Linked DNA regions of Mus musculus: region 2 is linked to region 1. A link is a contact called in public ChIA-PET data. All regions are on one chromosome and are shown on one strand. Each heading gives the region's core, a stretch centred on a gene start, on an enhancer-like site or on the middle of the called end of the contact. The rest is flanking DNA. Distances are from core to core; before and after follow the strand shown. Region 1 overlaps Arsb (arylsulfatase B). Region 2 has its middle 67 kb from the start of Lhfpl2.

Region 1 (6,502 bases), core at 1,591-4,090:
CAGCATTTTTGTGTCCAGAGTTGGTTGTTGCATGTACTCAAGTGCCAAAGTCAGCAAGAGAAGCAACCGGGGATGCTTGCAAATACGTTCCTTATTGCTTTAGTCCTGGAGGGGGGATCTGATGCTTCTGAAAGCAGAGAATGAAGAGAGAAAAGAAAGGATAACAAGTCCAGCAGGGCAGAGCCCAGCCTCAGCCCTGGTTCCCAGGCCCTCTCATCAGGGAGGAGCGGCTGATAACCTGCGGAGGCAGGGGCTGTGGACTTCCCTCAGCAGGCTTGAGGCACAGTAGGCAGCCACAGTGGCCTCGGGGCGAAGCCCACAGAGGAGAGGGATCTGGGACACGCTCACCATGAGCTAGCCCTGGAGCTCTCTCACGTTAGGAGCAAAGGCTTTATGACACACACATATACAGCCCTTACCACTGCCCTCAGGGAGAATTCTACATGTACATAGCCAAATGGGGAAGAACATAGCTGTTTGGATGCTTCAGCAGCGAAAATTTAGACGCTCTCAGTTTTCTCCCTTAGGGGAAAAAAAATACCACAAAACTACAGAGTAAACAAATGTCCATTTTTATACTATGGAAAGGATGAAGGTAAACAGTATGAAGCCTTTTGTCATTCGAACACCAGTTTGCTGTCCCCTTGAGACTTAAATGTTTCCTTTACCTATGATACTCTGTTTAAAGACTCCAGACCCAGGGCACCTCCCACCCATCCACTTTCTGCTAACTAATAATAAACTACTGTTACCTGGCCCTTTCTTCCTCTGGCTACCAACACTGGCCTCTATACTGCTCATGTGCATTTCCATTAGTGACAACTGGAGTCAGGGAGGGACAAAATAACTTCCTTTTTTTTTTTTTTTTTTGGTTTTGTCAAGACAGGGTTTCTCTGTATAGCCCTGGCTGTCCTGGAACTCACTCTGTAGACCAGGCTGGCCTCAAACTCAGTAACCCACCTGCCTCTGCCTCCCAAGTGCTGGGATTAAAGGCGTGCACCACCACAGCCTAGCGACAAAATAATTTTCTTAAATTAAGAAGAGACTATGCCAGGGCCTAGCAAACACAGAAGTGGATGCTCACAGTCAGCTATTGAATGGACCACAGGGCCCCCAATGGAGGAACTAGAGAAAGCACCCAAGGAACTAAAGGGAACTGCAACCCTATAGGTGGAACAACAATATGAACTAAGCAGTACCCCGGAGCTCTTGTCTCTAGCTCCATAAGTATCAAAAGATGGCCTAGTCGGCCATCACTGCAAAGAGAGGCCCATTGGACTTGCAAACTTTATATGCCCCAGTACAGGGGAACGCCAGGGCCAAAAAGGGGGAGTGGGTGGGTAGGGGAGTGGGGTTGGGTGGGTATGGGGGACTTTTGATATAGCATTGGAAATGTAAATGAGCTAAATACCTAATTAAAAAATGGAAAAAAATGAAAATGATAGTCATAAATGATAAACTTTATCCTACTCTGGATGCTTTATAAACACTAATAAAAGCAAATACTTTTTCTAATAAAAAAAAAAGTCATATACTACTAGCAGGTTGGTTGGATGGCTTGTCTTAAGCTCTTGGAGGCAGAACTTGAAACTTTTTTATGTGTAAATCAGGGGTCAGCACGTGACTCTTTCAGAGGACAGGGACACAATGTTATAATTTAAAGGGACATGATTGATGGAGCTGACAAGGGACACAGTTTCCATTCTCCACCTGACACGGATTCAGAATCACGCCTCTGAGTAGTGTTGACCAGTGTCCTTCTAACCAAGGAGGGAGGACACTCTGAACAGAGGCGACACCACCCACGGGCTGGGGCCCTGACTGGCAGAAAGAAGGCGGCACCCCAACAACTGCTGGTTACTCTCACAGCAGCTGCCGCTCGCACTCATCTCAAGGGTTCCTCCGAGCTGCGGTTCACCAGAACCTTTCTGAACTAGTTCCTAACTTTACTTGGTTCCTCCGAAGTAGAATCTTGTTATCAGCTCATCCTTGCAGTCATGTTTGGACAAGACTACCTTGTCCAAGCAACACATTGTCCAAGTAACACTGCTTTGCAGAGTGGACAGTTATATGTTATCGATTAGCCTGATTGATAGGAGTAACCTCTGGAAACACTTGCTGAGGCTGTTACTGGAGGACACACAGATGTGAACAGACCAGACAACCGTGAACGGCACGGCGTGGCGCATGCGCCGTGGCTTTACTTTGTACACCTGCGCTTTCTAGGTTCTCATTCCACTCTCTATAATCTACCTTCATCCTCACTCAACTTCCTGTGAAGCTTGTGCAACCGAAGACCCCTCTGGCCTCAGAGGGAGCTGAAGCCACAGGAAGTTGTGGGACTAGTCAGAAACAGAGCCATCATAACTGTGACCTTTAAAATGAAACACAAAGGGAGCGGAGAAAATAACTCGAAACAATTAGAAAGCTTCCTGCAATTTAGTCAATAAATGTGCCCAGTTCAATACCCTCTTCCATTAATAATGAACTCAAAAAGGCCACGGTACTATCTGCCCACAGAAGTGTGAGAATGTTCATTATCTCATGTTACACAAATCAAAAATTCAAAATATCAACGATGTGATATTCTTGCACCTATTAAGTAATATAATAAAACACTGGCAATCTATAAACGTAAGAGTTGAGAGGCGTCCTTTCCGTAGAAACAGATCGAGGATTCAGTGGGTTGTCACAGAGACACTAAAAGCAAGACTGGTCTAGAGCCCTTAAAGTACATTGGCTATCATTTTCCCTCAGTGTAGTCATCAGTAAGTGAACACCCCTTATGAGTAAAAGTTTCAAGTGACCCAACACGCTCTTTGTGCAGACACTAATACGCAACATCTCAAGAGATAGCATGGATCAATAGCTGGCTCAAGGACAGGTCACTCCGGTCTCACAGGTCCAACCCACTTACTCACTGATATTCTCTCTTTGTCAGACATGTGTTGGATGCATATGTCACAGCAAGGTGAGCAGTGGTGTGCAGTGTGACCTGGTTTATTCAGTTAACAGTTCTCAGTTTTGTGAGACATTCACTTACAGGTCTAGAGCTGGCTAGCAGGCAGACGGCTTGTTCTTAGCAAGAGTCCTATGCTATTTTATAAATCTGCCAACTGTACAGCATACTTAAAGCTATGGAACAGCACTCTATGCTACTGTCAGCTACCCATCCTGAAGGGAATCCTGCATAAAAAAAATGGACAGGTTCTGGTGTTTAAGGTGCCACTGACATCATGGATAAGAACTTTCTCCACCATGTAAGCGCAGACCCGAGCACCTCAGAGCCCCTCAGTGAATGGCAACTTCACTGTAAAGTCAGAACGGCCCAGGCCCACCCCACACATTCCAAATTCCTCAGGTCTACAACCCGAGTGCACTATGAACCCACAGCCTGCGAACCTACTGCCTCACAGACTACATGTGTGCCAGAGCACGTCACAGGCTGCACCCTTTGACAGCTCTCTGCAAATGCTCCCCAATCTCTGTCAAGATTGCCCAAGCACTGCAGACTGCACGCTATCAAGCTATCAATATCCCTAGGAATAGGAGGACCCAAACTCTGATCACATGCTATCAAAGAAGGACAAAAGGGTCACTGCTATATAAAGAACACAATGGTCCACGTGTAATGAGACAAGCAATATTTGCTTACAGTAAAATCCATCCCATATTGCAGAAAGGATGGATAAGGTGGGGCTGTAGCCAAGCGGTAAGCTGGCTACACCATGTGTGAAACTCCTGATTTCACCCCAGCACAGAAAACAAACAAACAAACTAAATTCATACCAGGATGACGTGAATCAGCCAATGGTAATTTATATCAGTGTGGCATGAAGAACACAATGTTTAAATTCAAGCTTGTAGCCTTAACTTTAAGAAAAAAATTGTTTATTTTTACCTTATGAATATGGATTTTTGCCTGCATGTGACTACACCATGTGAGTACAGTGCCCACAGAAACCAGAAAAGGGCGTCACTTTTGAGTAGCCTTACTTGGAACTGAATTTTGTACAGACTCCTGGAGTTTAGCAGCTAAAAAGATGAGCTGTAATGTGTGTGGGGGGGAGGGTGTGTGTCATCTAGTGACCATCTTATCCTCCTAGCACGTCTTCCTTTAGCCAATATCTAGCTAAAAACAAACAGAGAAGGCTGGAATCACATCATAGCTCAGGACATGACACTGGGAAGACAGTGAGAGAATGCTAGAATCTTGAAACTGTTCCCCAACTTTTAAGGCCAACAGGGCTGACCCACACACTCCTTGGTCTCTGGACAGCAGCTTCTCCACCTACCTGAACTGAGGCAAGAGAAAACCTGGGAGTGATAATTTTGTGCACAACCAAAGAGTCATTACCTCTTTACCCTTCTATACATAGCTAAGAGGTCTCGTCTCCTGGGCCATATGCAAAAGTAAAACGTTAACGGGGCAGAGCTGGGTAGAGCCAGGTCACTACACTCAAGGTGCTTTTGGTTGGCAGAAGAACTGGTGGCCACAAGAGAAGGAAATGAACTTGGTCAAATGGCTTCTGCAAGGTGGAACACACTTCACTCCAGTCCTGGTAACTCAGTAAGCTGTGTGCATCACCTGACCACAAGACAAGACACAGATGTGGGATAGAATTGGCCACACGTGCTGTGTAGTCTTTCTAGACCCCCATATCACTCACATTCAGAGAAAGAATAGACAGCTGGCAATGATTTGACATAAAAACAAAGATTCTAGAATTCTCCTTTAAAAGATTTGGGGGAAGGCTGGCTTTGGGAACAGATGCTGAGGAAGCTAAGGAGAGATGAAAGACCACGAGATGAGCTGAAGAGGACAACTGATTAGCAGTTAGATATTGACTCCAGGAGATCCGAGTTTGAATTCTGACTCTCTTGTGTGTCTGACATGAGGCTAACCTTGTAGCTTCTTGAAGTTTGGGTTCCTTCTTTGATAAAATGGGGACTGGGAACCAGCTCACAGGATAACCTCAAGTTGTCCCATTTACACCATAAGCAAGTGGAGGAAATGAATAGAGGGGGGCTGGGCATGCAGTCAAGCTGTAACAGTGAAAATCCTGTCTACCGTGAAATTCAGTGAGGAGGGCACCGAGGCCAAGGAAAGCGGACTGCAGAGATGCTAAAGATACAGTCACAATCACCTCCACCCGGTCACTGAAGGGCTGATCAAAATGGCAAGACTGTCTGTCAGCTGGTGGCGCAGAGGAGTGGGGGGTGGGGTGGGGGGACCGGGGGAAAGGACAGAAAGCCAGAAAGAAATAAGATAAGAAAAGAGGCTAAATTAGCAAGTCATCCTGTTAAGGTCTGGTTTTCCCATAAGTCAAACAGAATAAAGGCAATGAGCTGAAACGCGGGCAGACACAGAAATCTTACGGGAAAGAAGAATCCCGTGGCGGTGCAATCACAGGAGTCACCGGATCTCAGGCTTCATCCATGTTTACAACACCGGACGCCTCACATCCAGACATGAGTAAGGAGAAGACTTAAACTCTGGAGATAACTTTTAAAATGCCCTCAAAGAAAGTTCTAAGGATCGCCTACTAACTCAAACCATAGAACGAGACATGGAAAACATCCTAATTATTTTACCACATGAATTTAACCAAGACAACAGAGCCTGCCGGTATAAAGGAAACCAGCTCCACTCTCACTTGTGGACTGATGTAAAAATCCTAACAAAAACTCCACTAAATCAAATTGGGAACATTATACAAGCACACAGTCATAATCCAACTGCCCCCAACAGAGCAAAGGCGACCCAAGACCTTAGCACCTGCTAAGCCATCAGAGTCTCAGGGCAGGAGACACCTCTAGTGTCAGCTAACCACCATGCTTTCAGTGAGAAGCCTCAAATATTATTTTTGCCAAATTGAATAAAATGCTACAGATGTTTATAAAATGATTTAAAATATGCACACAAATCTGAGATCATGGAACAAAAGAAACATTGATCTTCAAATATTTTTTCATTCTCACATATCATGAGAAAAAATTATCCCATCTTTTCCCAGACATTCTTGATACCAATGTCTGTATTCCCGTGAGAATCACTTTGAGATAGTTATCAGTTTCCAAAGTAGATCCCACAATACCTCTCCTGGGCATATACCAAGAAGATGTTCCAACTTGTAATAAGGACACATGCTCCACTATGTTTATAGCGGTCTTATTTATAATAGCCAGAAGCTGGAAAGAACCCAGATGTCCCTCAACAGAGGAATGGATACAGAAAATGTGGTAAACTTACACAATGGAGTACTACTCAGCTATTAAAAACAATGAATTTATTAAATTCTTAGGCAAATGGATGGATCTAGAGGATATCATCCTGAGTAAGGTAACCCAATCACAAAAGAACACACATGATATACACTCACTGATAAGTGGATATTAGCCCAGAAGCTCAGAATACCCAAGATACAATTTGCAAAATACATGAAACTCAAGAAGAAGGAAGACCAAAGTATGGATACTTACTTCCTTCTTAGAATGGGGA
Region 2 (6,502 bases), core at 1,822-4,321, 180 kb before region 1:
ACGTGACTCTGGCAGTTTAAACACAGAAGCAGAAGTATGTTTGTGTTATCACCTTCAGGCTCTGCGTAGGGGTAAATAAAACAAAGCTGAATTAGCCTCTAGACTGGGGTCCCTTCCCAAGGTATCTTATGGAAAATATACAGATATTCCAGCATTTAAAGCATCCAATGCCCAAAGCACTTCTGCTGTCACGTATTTTGGATAGAAGCTAATCTGTAACAGAACCTCAAGGTGTGTAGCTTTTCCGATACACCAGTTTTACTTAATAATATGTTTAAGCTTCCCCCCCTCATGTTGTTTTATGTTTGAAAACCTCATTTCTTATTGTGACATAGGAAATGTTCCCCAGCTGAATGTGACGTTGGTCATTCCCAAGTTTTGGTAACTATCAATACAGCTGCTATCAACATCGATGAACTATTTGTCTATACTATGGACTATATACATAGGACAATTAATATGGACCTAAGTTTCATTCTGTGCTAGTTTAGCCCCACAACAGATCTGTGTAATTCCTGCCACAGTCGGGTGGAGACTCAGTCACCTCTGCATGACTCCTGTCTTCTGTCTCACTCTCACCCTCCCTTCTACCCTCCCCCCCAACACACAGAGCATTCCTGCCCACTGCCAGCCACTAGTCTAGTCTCTATCATATGGGTTTATTTTTTTTCAAAATTGTTATATAATTGGGATGCAAGTTGAGATTACATTAAGAAATAATGTACTCGAGCAAGGCAGAAGCACTAGAATTGCATTGGCTTAATAGAGACAACATGGTCAGCAGGCTCAGATTGCAGGGATGATCGAGCGAGTTTCTTATCCAGGACAATAGGTGCCACTGGAGTGCTACATCCCTTGGCAGGCAGAGGGACGTTCTCTGTACAAGGGAGACACTGACATCTTTAGAAGTCTGATGATAGCTGCTCTTGGCAGAAGACACTGTTATGGAAAAGGCTCCCCAGTGTCAACAGGAATGGTACAAACACTTGAAATTATATTTAGGAACACATGACAGCTAATGCCTGGAAAGACATGAAGACATGGGGGACAATGATCTCCTAACACTGGCCCCACAAAACTAAACAAACAAAAACCAAGTTAGGGGCCATACGCTTTGTTGTAAACACTCAACAGAGATCTTTCTGGTGACCTTTTATGGGGGTGAAGATCTAGCTTTGTGGGTGGTAGGCTGTCACTATGTTGGAGTTGCTTTCAGGGGGGTTTATCTGCTCATGGGTGCAGCCAGCACTGGCTGGAGCCAGATGAGGGTGGCATTACATCGATCCTGCATCCAATGGTCTTGGCCATGCAACCGAGTTTCCTTCATGAAGAAGAGGTCCACCTTCCTAATCCTTGAATCTGGCCTTGGCCATGTGACTCTGCACTTCTGTTAGTGAAATGTTACCATAGCACCGGGTTGGATCAGATGGTGGCTGGTATGATTTCACTCACTCTCTCTACCCTTCTAAGAAACATGCCCAGGCAAGATGCGGGCTGCTGAGCCCAGTCATCCAGCTTGCAGCCAGCTGACTCAGCTGCCCGGTCCAGCTACTGACCCACAAGCCAATGGCCTGTGGTTCTGTGGTTATATATAGTGTGGAATTCATGTGACAAGAGAGGCAAACTGTGAGACAGAGATGTGAGGATGAGAGTGACCTAATGAAAGGAAGGCTTATGTAAGGAGCCAGGTATTCTCTTTGCTTCAGCACACTGCCAGTTAGAACTAAAAAACAAAAACAAAACAAAACAAAACAGGGCATATTGACAAGAACAAAGAACATGGAAATCATACATATGGGCTGATATAAGCTTGCATACGTGTGAGCTCAACCCCTTGTGTCAAGCTCTGTATTAGTGACTATTGTACCACAGTGACCAAATACCTGAGACATGCACCTTAAAGGAGGAAGGATTCATTTTGGCTCACAGTTTTGGAGGGTTCAGCTCATGGTCTCTGGGTCCATTTGCTTAGACAGGCCATCTTTTTTTTTTTTTTTTTCTGAGACAGGGTTTCTCTGTATAGCCCTGGCTGTCCTGGAACTCACTTTGTAGACCAGGCTGGCCTCGAACTGAGAAATCTGCCCGCCTCTGCCTCCGGAGTGCTGGGATTAAAGGCGTGCGCCACCACGCCCGGCTTAGACAGACCATCTTGGCAGCAGGAGAGAGGGAGAGTGGAGGTGTTGGGGGGAATTCCACTTCATGGTAGACAGGAACAGAGAAAGACAGAAAGTGGGGTGCAAGTAAGACCTTCAAAGGCACACCCCAAGTGTGTTAAAGTTCCCTCGAGCCTTCCCAAACAGTGCCAAGAGCCAGGAACCAAGCATTCAAATGCATGCTTGCAAGGGGCATGTCAGGTTCAAAGCATCGCAAGCACCTCTCAGGAGTGGCTTCCAATACCTGATACTTCAGTAGCTGTGAAAGGTGAGTCTACGATTGTTCTGTCATCATGCACAGTGTTAATTTGCAGTTTCTCAATCACCTGGGGCTCACCAATTAGGTTAGGTTAGGCCCTGGGATCCTCCTGTCTCTGCCTCCCTGAGCTGGAATTACACACATGCACCGCGTGCCTCGAATTTTTTTTTTTTTTTTTTTTTTTTTGGTTTAATCGAGACAGGGTTTCTCTGTGTAGCCCTGACTGTCCTGAAACTCACTCTGTAGACCAGGCTGGCCTCGAACTCAGAAATTCGCCTGCCTCTGCCTCCCGAGTGCTGGGATTAAAGGCGTGCACCACCATGGCCCAGCTGTGCCTCGAATTCTTAGGGAGTTCTGGGAATTGAACTCAGGTCATCCTGCTTTCAGGGTAAACATGTTCCCAACTGAGATACCTTTTCCAAGCTAACTCTAGAGCAGCACAGAGCGCTCTATAGGATCAGTCCAGGGAGAGCAGCCTGCTGGGCCTCCTGCTTCCATAAGCTCCTTCCTCATCTTCCTTCCCACTGTCAGAGAGGAAGGGCCTGGAGTCTCAGATCAGTAAACATTTCTGTAAGATCCGCAATACTTGCTGCCCTGCTGAGAGGGGGAAACCTGCTTCAAAGGAAGACTGTGCAGAGTTCCTGCCCTGGCTGGCTCCACCTCCTGACAGTTGTACTAGTGTGGACTCAGTGTTGACCTTGGAGGCTGCCAATCACTAGCCTGTCTCCTGCCTGTGCCTCGGTTTCCTCCTTTGTAAAGCAAGGGTGACAATGGCTGCCTTACACCTATGGGATGAGTGAAGGGTATGTAAAGCCTTACAGGGGTCAGAAAGGCATTCTGAGGTGGAATTGGGGTAGGAAGTCACAAAAGTCAAGCATTGACAGGGCCAGGGTATGAGCTTTTGGGCTGCAGCAAGACCTGTCACCTAAGAACTGGCTGTATGGAAAATGGGTGGCTGGCGTGGAGCCCCATAATGCCGAGAGGTGTATAAAGAGGAGGGGGAACCTAGTCTGACAGTGAATACTCAGGGAGGGAGGGAGGGAGGGATTGGCCTCTTCCTGGGACAGATGGTAGTGGTAGGTGTGGTAGGTGCTGCTGCTGCTGGTGGGGGTGGTGGTTTCCGTTTCTGCGCTGGTTTGAACCCCAGGGCTTCCTCCTTTCCTTGTGATGAGAAATGCATTCTTTTCTTACTTAGGCTTACTCCTTCTGGTCACATGAGCAGGCCCCATCTGGTTCTTTGTGAACTAGAAACTCCCCACCCCTGGGCCCTGTCCTGTGTCAGAGTACCTGCATGTCTGTTCTGGGCCCTCCAGGGCTCTTTGATTACACACCCATGAAGTGAGGAATTCAGGCTCACTCCTGCACATCACTTCCGGCTGGGGCAGGAGGTCCTTCGATTGGAGTCGCTCCTGGCTGCTGAACAGCACAGATTCCAGGGCTGGCTCTACAGGGGGACCATGTGACAAGGGCCAGAGCTGGGAAGCTGCCCAGGACTAGAACTTTCCTGGCCTTTGGAGACCTGAGATTGGTATCAGTCTCTGGCACAATGAGATCATGACGCCCTCCCTAGATCTACAACTTAGAGGAGATCCTGGACAATCAAGCTTCCTATCAAAACCAAATCTATCTGGTTGTCCCACGCATACCAGGCTTGTCTTTCCTCTTGCTGGCACAAGGGTGCCTTCAGAGTCACAGTGGCTCTGCTGGGGCTGTGAGTGCGGTGCATGCTATAGGCAGGGCCACATCTGTCTCCAGGCATGACTGGGTGTCTTCTCACAGAGCCAGGGCAGGTGAGCAGTTTCTCTCAGCCCCACACTTAGCTTCTCCATGAGCACCGGGTTGGTACCGCTCTCTGGGTACACAGGACCCTAAAAGCTCTGAGGCCCACCCTTCAGCAGAAACAGCTTAACAAGCCTGCGGTAAAGCACACAGAACCAGAAGAGGAAACGTCCCCAGAGGGGCTCTGCATTAACGGGGTTGCCTGTCCGTAGGACTCAGCCTCTAACCTGAGTGATCTGTTCAGATGACCAGACTTCTAAAGAGCTGCACCAAGTTGTTATTGGGGGGGGGGGGGAGCGGAGGGAAGAGAAAAGAATGGCTGTGAAAACTCAAGGAGGTGTGCATATGTGTGTGCACTGGTGAGCAGATGTGCGCGTGCACACTTGTAAATAACAAAAGCAGACATTCATCTTCCCCAGCAAGTGCTATCTCCATTCAGGAAGGGCAAAGGAGCTATTATTAGTAGGGGATTTCCCAGGGCCCAACCAACAACTGACACTGCAGGAAAAGGACCAGGGACACTAGACAGGGCTGGAAGGTGACACAGGCGATAGGAAACACCTTATTTTCTCAAGCTGGCTTAGCTGGAAATCTCACCTAGGTTTCTTACTTTATTGGCTTGGAAAAAAATCTGACACAATTTCTGCCTTAGTCCCATGTGAAGCAAGAGGAGATTGGAAGTGGCTCAGGAGTAGAGCACTTGTCTAGCGTGCGTGAAGGCCTGGGTTGGATGCCCAGCAGTGACACACACACACACACACTCACACACACTCACGCACACTCACAGGCAGGCACACACACACTCACCACATAAGTACAGTCATCCCCCCATGCACACACATGTACACATAAACACATATACATGTACACACATGCCACTCCATCAAAATAGTTGAATCTATCATTTTTCGGAAAAAAAAACATTTAAAAAATCTGAAATGTGGAGTTTCATTCATTCTTTTCTTTCTCTTTCTTTTGTTTGCTTTTTTGGTATTTATTTATTTATTTATTTATTTATTATTCATTTATTTTTGAAACAGGGTTTCTTCATGTAGCCCTTGCTGCCTAGAACTTGCTCATAGACCTGACAGGCTGGCTATGAACTCAGAGATCCACCTGCTTCTGCCTCTCTGTCTCTCTGCCTCTGCCTCTCTCCCTCTGCCTCTGTGCCTCTGCCCCTCTGCCCCTCTGCCCCTCTGCCCCTCTGCCCCTCTGCCCCTCTACCTCTGCTTCTTCAGTGCTGGGCTTAAAGGCATGTGCCACCACACTCTTTCTAATGCTGGCTTTAATAATAAGTTAGAAACCTTGCCAGGGTGGGGGTGGGGGTGCTTACTCTTTCAGGCCACAGCAATTGAAGTTGCACAAACAATGAGGCTTTTGGTTTTGCAGGAGGCAACCCAGGCCCTCATGCCTGCCCGGTCAGCCCTTTGCACTAAGTCATATTCCCAGCCTTAATAGTGGTTACTCTCGTTTTCTTCAAACACTTTAAAGAATTGGATACCTAATTAATTTTTTTTCTGAGATGTGATCTCACTTCATAATCCAAGCTATCCTGGAATTTTTGATCCTCCTGCCTCAGCCTCTCAAGTGCTGGGATAACAGGCAAGGGCTACCTAGTTTGGGAAGGAACTCTCTCATGGCATTTGCAGTGTGCCAAACACTAGCCTCAATGGCTTGTGTTTTAACTCAATTACACCAATTGTATATTGTAGCTGTTGCTGTTGTTGCTATTTCCTCTTTAGATGTGGAAAACCAAAGCACACAGATGAAGTTCAAGGACACAACTCGTGAGTGATGAGGTTGGGATTTGATCCGTGGAGTCTGTGCAGTCCAGACTTCTGAACAGTAAATTACACTGCTAACAAGAACACTTCAAACCACACAGAAGAAATTGTATCTATTGATAGATGAACGGCTGTTTTATTGCCTGCCAGCTATTTTATTGGAACTGTGAAGGTGTTATTGTTGGGTTTCTAAGCAGACAAGTGCCTAAGATGCTCGACATCCGAGTTCTCCCAGCATCTCTCAGTCCTGACCTGTTACACGATGCGGCTGGCATATTGCCCTGAACTTTCCAGACCAGGCGCTAGGCTTCCCCCTCCCCAGAGGCTCTTCCCTATATAATCCAAACATTTTGGGCTCTCTTCATGGTGATTTCCCTGGCCTCCTTCCTTGGGACTAGTGAACCCATCCTAGAGCCCCAAAGTAGACCTGCCCCCCTTCCTCTCAATTCGGCTTGAATTGGCTCATTTTGTTGGCAGAGAAAAATCTATTCATTACCATTATAGAAAACTAAGTCAGAGTTTGGGAT

What was found. ChIA-PET counts read pairs in DNA pulled down with a chosen protein or histone mark.
Region 2: an RNA polymerase II ChIA-PET map of memory CD8 T cells shows a contact between it and region 1, with 13 read pairs. The contact joins two enhancer-like sites. A contact is called at or near these places in 2 of 484 Hi-C or Micro-C datasets (bone marrow-derived macrophages and nephron progenitors) and 4 of 115 datasets of contacts at active chromatin or transcription factors (cardiomyocytes, effector CD8 T cells, embryonic stem cells and 1 more).

The regions. Positions count from the first base shown.
Region 1 is chr13:93,810,624-93,817,125 of GRCm38.p6, reverse strand. The region is part of intron 4 of Arsb (arylsulfatase B); the gene reads right to left. Among named protein-coding and RNA genes, the nearest start is that of Mir5624, 23 kb to the right of the region's middle. Within about 2 kb of position 2,840, at least 29 of the 459 cell types and tissues checked have an H3K27ac peak or open chromatin away from gene starts, as enhancers often do. A contact at or near this core is called in effector CD8 T cells and memory CD8 T cells, where this site is marked.
Region 2 is chr13:93,987,565-93,994,066 of GRCm38.p6, reverse strand. No RefSeq gene overlaps it. Among named protein-coding and RNA genes, the nearest start is that of Lhfpl2, 67 kb to the left of the region's middle. Within about 2 kb of position 3,071, at least 102 of the 459 cell types and tissues checked have an H3K27ac peak or open chromatin away from gene starts, as enhancers often do. A contact at or near this core is called in effector CD8 T cells and memory CD8 T cells, where this site is marked.